2 separate regions of the Drosophila melanogaster genome follow, and region 1 is linked to region 2. The links are chromatin contacts, called in public Hi-C maps. All regions are on one chromosome and are shown on one strand. The core of a region is the stretch at or near the end of the contact, and the rest is flanking DNA. Distances in the headings are between cores, read along the strand shown. Region 1 holds the start of CG34348. Region 2 holds the start of Neb-cGP (Neb-cGP,).

What was found. A called contact is a pair of places that touch in the nucleus more often than the background predicts.
Region 1: a Hi-C map of the Kc167 cell line shows a contact between it and region 2, with 3 times the contacts expected there. The contact joins the promoter of CG34348 here to the promoter of Neb-cGP in region 2. A contact is called at or near these places in 20 of 107 Hi-C or Micro-C datasets (the Kc167 cell line, the ML-DmBG3-c2 cell line, the S2 cell line and 5 more) and 1 of 6 datasets of contacts at active chromatin or transcription factors (the Kc167 cell line).

The regions. Positions count from the first base shown.
Region 1 is chrX:11,337,892-11,341,865 of dm6, forward strand. It overlaps CG34348, which reads left to right and starts at 1,982. Exons shown (of 4, transcript NM_001103484.3): 1 at 1,982-2,606; 2 at 2,716-2,854. The coding sequence starts at 2,561. Kap3 (Kinesin associated protein 3) reads right to left here and starts at 2,193. Exons shown (of 10, transcript NM_001103480.2): 1 at 1,847-2,193; 2 at 1,323-1,519; 3 at 781-898. The coding sequence starts at 1,357.
Region 2 is chrX:10,458,863-10,462,494 of dm6, forward strand. It overlaps Neb-cGP (Neb-cGP,), which reads left to right and starts at 1,874. Exons shown (of 3, transcript NM_001272479.1): 1 at 1,874-1,986; 2 at 2,058-2,134; 3 at 2,220-3,016. The coding sequence starts at 2,060. The coding sequence ends at 2,291. Or9a (Odorant receptor 9a) reads right to left here and starts at 814. Exons shown (of 4, transcript NM_078552.3): 1 at 478-814; 2 at 150-415; 3 at 1-74. The coding sequence starts at 814. nocte (no circadian temperature entrainment) reads right to left here. Exons shown (of 6, transcript NM_001272480.1): 6 at 3,003-3,632.

The DNA.
Region 1 (3,974 bases), core at 732-3,231, 880 kb after region 2:
GTTAACGACTGAAATAATGTACTATTAGGCTAATTGTTTTTGCTGTTATTTTGCTATTTATAAACATAGAGTAATTATTAGGATTGAGGAACTAGTTTAGGACCACTTCAGGGCAATTAACCACTTCGCATCTAAGCTGAAAACTTTTTTGGTCGCCAATATTTATGGCCAAGAGCAAAACATAAGAGACTTACTTATGTAGTACATATTTATGGTCGTGAACAATCGGCGAAAAATAAGCTTGTCGCTCGGCCAAAAAACGTGAATTGAGGTTAAAGACCCGGCCAACCAACCGCTTTTGGGTATCTTTTTTTTTTTGTTGCTGTGGTTTTACATTTTTCACTCACTACTTGGAGCGCAGGCCGTCATCGACCCCGTTGTTGTTGCGCTATCGATTGGGCCGCTCAATGTCAGCTTCTGCCCCCCGCCCCTTAACCCTTTTCGGGGCACACCGGAAGAAACAGAAGTAGCTTTTTTAAGTACTCATTCGGATGTTTTTGTAGAACAATGACTGCTAGTATTTAAACTAATAAGCAATATATGTATGTGTACACATCTAGATCAATTTTTCAACCTATTCGATTAAGGATCAACTTTGTTTCCTTTTTTTTTATGAACCTAACATAGTTAAGAACTAAGTTACAGATGTTCGCATATTGTTGTTATTATATTCTTTCCCTATCAACATCTTTGATACCAATAATGCTGGTCCTATTTTAATTTTCTAATATCTACTAGCATTTTCTCCCAGTGCAGCGATGTGTAACCGTGCGTTCTTACCTTCTTTTCCTCGATCATCGGATTGTTGGGCTCCCCGAAGACGGTGGCCTCCAGTTGGTAGTTGACAATCAGCGCCTTATCCGTGGGATGCGGTTCAATGGATCCGCCTTTCCACCTCCTTCGTTGTTTGTTTGTTTGTTGTTGTCGTTGCATTTGTTTTGGATTGAGAGCGAGACAAATTGTTGGATCAATCATAAATTATGCGGTTCAATGCGTAATGAGGTAATAGATTTTTCAATCCAATTCTTTTTTTGAGCCTGGCTTAACTTGTGCTTTTGTTTTAATAAAACGAACAAAAAAGTTAAGAACCCAACGAATAACGAATAACGATTAACGGTTGCAAATAACAAAAAACAAAAGGAGGAAGCGTGAACGCAAAGTGGAAAATCAATAGAGAGCGCCAGGTGATTGTGGCTCTCTTTCTGACGCATGACGAGTGCTTTAGCTATTTCTTTTGTTCTTCGGCCACTTGTACACCCACACATGAAAACAAACAAACACACACACGCACGCACGCACGATCTAATCCCATACATACGCACTTTTTTATAAACTTGGCGTCATCGTTTGTTTGCATTGCAGTTGTTGTTGCTGCTGCTGTCGGAGAGCGACTAGAATTTGTCAAATTGTTTATGGAAAGCACAGGCTCCTCTTCGGTGGGTGGCGGATGCGGGGGGTGGCGGTTTTGGTGGCGCGGAGTGGGGCTCCTTTGCAGCTGCTGCTCTCTTTGCGCTCTCTTCTGCTCGCACAGATCGCCGGCAATCGCATTTATTATGTAATAGACGTAGTGAATCACAATTGGCAGCAGCACCAGGCCCGAGATTATTTGGAAAATTAATAACAAAACAAATTGCATGCGATTGCAATGCGACTTCCGATTTAATGTCGATAAGTGCTAGTGCTGGCACAACTGTCTGCTCACTGGCGGTACTATCGATGGTGCCACGGCACCCGGCAATTACCGATAGCACTCAATCGATACAAACCAATAAGCGAATGTTCAAATTCAAGTTGGCGGTTGTATTCTAATTGGGAACTTGCCATTCATAATATGCAGTATACTAACAACTTTGTTTTTCCTCGAACTTCCTTGACCGGCTAGAAACAGGTGTGATTAGCCAAGAGAGCATCACTGTTCTGTTCTGGGTGCCAAGAACCAAAGTCTGGCAACGACTGCAGCCAGAACAGCTGGGCCGGCGTTGCCAGGTGCAAAGAACGTAGATGAGCAACAGAAAAGCAAACGAAATGGAATGAAGGAACAACAATAAAAGAATCGCTACTTTGTAGTATTATTAACCAAAAAAAAGCGCGGCGCGATCACAATGTTTCTGACTGCGAACGGTGTCGGTTGTCTCTACTGCGTGTGAGCCGAGTGGAGCGCAGCGCCGCGAATTGTTTACATTGTGCTAGGAAAATCACAACAAACAAACCAGCAAACAGTCTCGACTGACAATAACAATAACAATAGCAAATAACATGCAAATAAAATGCATTTCAAGCCGCGCAAATACTAAATACTGATTCAAATGAAACGCACTATACGATGACCATTTAAAAGAATCGCCAAGCAGGAGGAAGCGAAAAGAATTCGAAAAGCGCAAAGCGAGCCGAAGAAAGTGTACAAAATCAGGCCAAACCGATTTGTTTTTTTTTTTTTTTTTTTTGTTCTGTCGTATTTTCCCTTCTTTTTTCTACCGTTTTTTTTTGTGTTTTTGTTGTGGTGGGCGGTCGCTTCTCTTTTCGCGCAAGAACAACAAATGAGGTGGAGCAGCGCCTGACAATGGAATTTCTGGAGAACCTGTACAAAACGCTGCACTCCCTGTTGTGTGAGTAATATCGAATATTTGGCGCCCGATAAGGCGCACCGCTGACCTATGTACATACATACATACATAACAAATGCCCCTCCACCAACTGCATACCTTGTGATTCTAGCCTCCTACATCGATCTGGACTATTCGCTATGGCTATATCGCTTCCTCACCCCCCTGATTGTCACCTTTCTGCTGCCGCTGGTCTTCGTGGCCCTCATCTACATTTCGTTCCTGGTGCTATTCATCTACAAGCTGCACAGGTAAGCGAAATGGAAATGTTGGAAAGCTGCGTATAAGTTGGGTGGGAAATTGGAATTACAACAATTACAGTGTGCTTCGCGGGCTCAATTGCAACTGTTAATGAACTCTCTCATGCTGATCGCGCACTTTTGGAGCCAAGTTTCCCCCACTCACCCTTACCACGCACCCCTTCCCCCTTTGGCCGGCGTCTTCCGTCCCGCTCTGCACCTGTAATTAAAAGGGAACATAAAAAGAGATGGCGTTGTAAGGAAGGGGCGTAGAGTGGGAGAGAGTTGGGCAGCCAGTGTTGCCAACAAAAAAAGCTAGATAAAACAAAGCACGGGAATACAGTGGACACTCTATAAGGCAAACAGAAAACGTAATATAGTCCAATAAACTTAGTTTTCACTGTTTTTAAGGGAACTTATGATGCAGCTGTTTCCCAAAACGCTGAAATTAACATTTTGACAAACCGTGAATATGTGTTGAATCATCGAAATTATGGGCATTAAAAAAAGTGCTCAGCAATAATTGATCGTTTTCTGCAAATTAAGTAAATTAATACGATAAGCATAATCTACATGTGTTTCTAGCTCGAAAAAGTTTTTGAAACTAAAGCAATTACTTGAGTTCTTAGATTTCAGTTGTAAAAACTGCTGTTATCGATCTAAAAAAAAGGATTGATATGTGTACCAGATAGTAATATATTTGAATTATATTCATCTAGATAGTATATATAGTTGGAATATAGCCAAGTTGGGCTGCACTGACTACACTGACCCCTGAAGAACATTACACCCTCGACCATTGCACCGATACTGAAAATGAAAAGCCAAGTCGAACGGCAGGTGATCGACTCGGCCAACTTTTACTCGGCTTATAAATATACATATATGTATGTATATATACTCAAATATATACTTGAACTGGCCTGTGTTGGCGTGCTTCTATTTATTCTACATTTCCAACTCTCTAATGCCCAACCGGTTGGCCATGCTAATTAGCCGCGAAGCCCTAATGGCTAGAACTAAATTGGCCAGCGAATTCTGCAGCTCACGGGCTGGCTGCACACGGAGAAAAGTCGTTGCATTAGCTCGATTTCGATATCAGTTCCAAGTTCAAGAGGGCTAATAAATACAT
Region 2 (3,632 bases), core at 624-3,123:
GCGATCTTGAAAATGGCGCACACGTTGTAGGTGAAAAAGAAGAGCAGCGAGTCCACGCAGAGTGCCATGGTTACCTTAAATTCGAAAAATTACAATGGTAATAAGCACCTTTTTTTTTGGTTTTTTTTTATGTATGTTAGGAAACTTACAGCACTATAGCTGGCCATCACATTCCACAGATAGGTGGGCACATAAAACATGACCACCTGGAGATCGTACGGGTAAACGCCGTTGTGGGGCAGCTCCAGGTGAATCTCGTCGCCGCGAATCGAGGAGAGTATGATGCCCACAAAGGGCTTCAGGGCCGCAAAGATTCCAGCCAGTCCAAAACAGCGAGTGTACGTAAGACTGAGCATTTGGTCACTTTGGTTCTCCACCTCGATGATTTCCCGCGCATCAGGCCACACTTCGATTTCTGCAAATTATAAAATATATTTTTATGTTATATAAATTTTTTTTTAATTAGTAGAAACTTACCTTTAGCCAGAATGGCCCTGATGTGGTAGATCAGGCCGACGAACTCCTTGCGATGATAGCAGAAGAGCAGGAATTTGACCAGGGTGAGCATGCTGGCGAAGGTGGAGCCCAGGGTGTCGGAGAGCAGGCTCACCTGGGTGATGTACTCGTGGGCGGCCAGGAACATGGGCACCATAAACAGGAAAAGTGGTCCCATTGTGACAAAGGTCAGCCACGGGCGGTCATTCGCCATCGTGGGGCTCCACAAATCGATGCCCATGCAGCGATAAACGAGAATTTGCACCCGCAAGGATTGATCCTTTTCCTCCTGCTTTTTTCCCTTCACCTTGTCGCTCATCTTTAACTGGCGGACTGTACAGTCGTTGGGTTCTTATACTTTCCACAGAGGGGGCGTGGAAGTTAATGTCATGTCAAAAATGCAGTCAAGCTCAGAACATAAAGAATAATAATTGTTTAATTCCTTACTTATCTTTGGATACTCTGGCAATCTTTTTTTAGAATTTTTTTAGAATATTTCAATGTAATGGGCGTTTTTTTGATTAGGTACAAGCAAAGTAGAACTTTTTATTATTTAAAATATTGTCTTAATACCAACAAGTTCAACTTGTCATAGAATCGAGTTTAGTATGGTCGGACTGTATATATATATATATTTTTTTTTTTTGATTTTTCACTAATTGTTGAGTCGGAGGATTTGGCACTACTTTCATTTAATATGCTTCCTTTGTGCATTGGTTTGCGGGTTAAATGGGTGTGGACCTGGGTGGACTTGAAGTGCATTTATGGCTCTAATTACACGATTTTTTCTGCCTTTCGCCGCATTCTATTTAATGCCGGCCCTTTCACTCGCTTGTCCTGACAATCAAATGGCAGCCTTTAGTTCCCAGGAAGTGCATTATAATTTTAATGAGTCTGTGCAGATTTGAGCGACACGAGCAATAGTTGTGGCGCGTCTATTTTTGGCTCCTTAATTAGATTCGCAATTCGTAATGCTGTCGTTGACTTTTGATAAGGACTCGACAATTTGCCGTCCGATGGCTTGTGGACCAAAGTAAAGTTTGTTTTGCCGTCCAGGATTAAGTCTATTTAGTTTATAATATTAAAGTATATTTTTGGTATTATATGTTATGTGAATATATTGTTACAAGTTATGATATGGAAATAAATATAAATTTTAGTTACTGTATGATTTAGGAAATATATATATATTGTTTATTTAATATTTATTAATATTATTCAATATTTCAAATTGTCCCGCCAAATTGTGTTCATTAGTGTTGACTAACACACCGACAATGATGGTCAGCTGAAATTTATTTGCAGCCAGTTGGCAGGTCAGGCACTTTCAACACTGTTCGCCCAGCTCGATAGTATCGATGAGCAACGACTGGCATACCCTTCTGTTATCGAAGACCGATAGACCTCGATAGACTCAGTTGTATAACCTCTGCTCGCAAATATTTTTTACAGGCAACTAGCAGCTCGAATTCCGTGCAAATAAACCTTTAAGTGAGTAGCCCAAGTTACCGCTTCAGCCATTCACTAAGTTCCACTTGAAACGCATCACCTTCAATTCACAGAAATGGCTGGCGAAGGCGAGAAACTGACCGGCCTGTCGAAAATCTTCAATGGCACCACCATGAGCGGCCGTGCAAATGTGAGTAGATGAAATTCCAGAACGTCGTGCCCGTGGTAATGCTAATCCGATTGTTATGCCATCCATTTATCCCGTCCTTGTCCAGGTGGCCAAGGCCACGTACGCCGTGATGGGCCTGCTGATCGCCTACCAGGTGCTGAAGCCCAAGAAGAAGTAGAGGGATGCAACTGCTCCAACGCGGCTACAACTCATCCGCCACAATCGATGTCTTGGATCCGGGGCCATCGCTGGACTGCGGATCAGTTTATTTTATGTGTAGTGCAAGACCTTGAAGGAATAAATAAGCTGAGAATGTAACACACTGTACCCACGAAGTGCATTATGTAACGATCCTGCGACTGCCACATGATTTGTGGGCATCACTGCGGTGGATACCCTAACCACACCGATCTATGGGCTGCAAGGTACTCACGGCAATGCATACGCAACCGGGCTAAAAGTAATAATAAGTGGTTCTAGAAGAGAGAGAGATTAGCTTGCGTCCAGTGCGGATATCACTTGTTAATTGAGGTTCAGCCTAGCAGTAAGATGATGTTCCATAATAACCTTCAGTTCATTCAGAACGTATGTTCCACTTCTCACAATATTACCAGATATCTAATTCCATGTATGCTGTCTACTTCTGTGCAGTTCTTATGCCCCGAAAATGGAAGCTCTAGTTTTTTGAATCCATAACAAAGTTGAACGTAATGATCCAATGATTGCGGCGCAAGCTACAGCAAAAGAAGAAATTGAAAATCGAAAGACATCTATGAACACCTTCCATGAAACCACCTGTTCCATCTATCCCAAACTAAAATCGACGAATGGAGTAAGCAGTGGTTTTCATTAGTCTAGCAACACATCTACCAAACTTCGGGTTCCATTTCCTTTTTGGTTTTCTGTTTTTAATATTTTATTTAAAGTTTTTATTTCATTTCAAACTTGCTTTAAATTTCCTCATTTTCGTGGGTAGGGACTTTTTTGAGGGGGGCGGGGCGGTGGGCGTAGCGTTTGCTGGCCCGGTTTATCGAAAATTCAGTATTACTAAAAATTAATTTGAATGAATTGAATGTAAAAATGGTTTACATATATTTGTATGCATTTATATGCCAAGTACTCTTCACTTCTCTTCTCCTATTCTCTCCACCATCGTCTACACTTCCTCTTCGTTCCGTTTCCGGCCTAAACGTCGTCGCTATCGTTATCGTAATCGTTATCATGCTTATGCTGTTTGCTATCCTTGTTTTGGTGGACACGAAAAACCAGATGATGCATTTAAAATATAGGTATAAATTAATGTTTATATCATTTATCAATATGCTATATAATATACCTTTTACATGTATTGTGTGATAGCAAGCTTGTTTTGTTACTTTACTCATCATTTTCATTAATTTGTGTTTGCTTTCGATTTCAGTTTGTTTTCCTTTGCTTTTGCATTTGGTTTTGTTAATAACTAAACATTGCCTGGCATAGCAAACGTCCCAAATATTTTGGGTTTTTTATATGTGGGCCT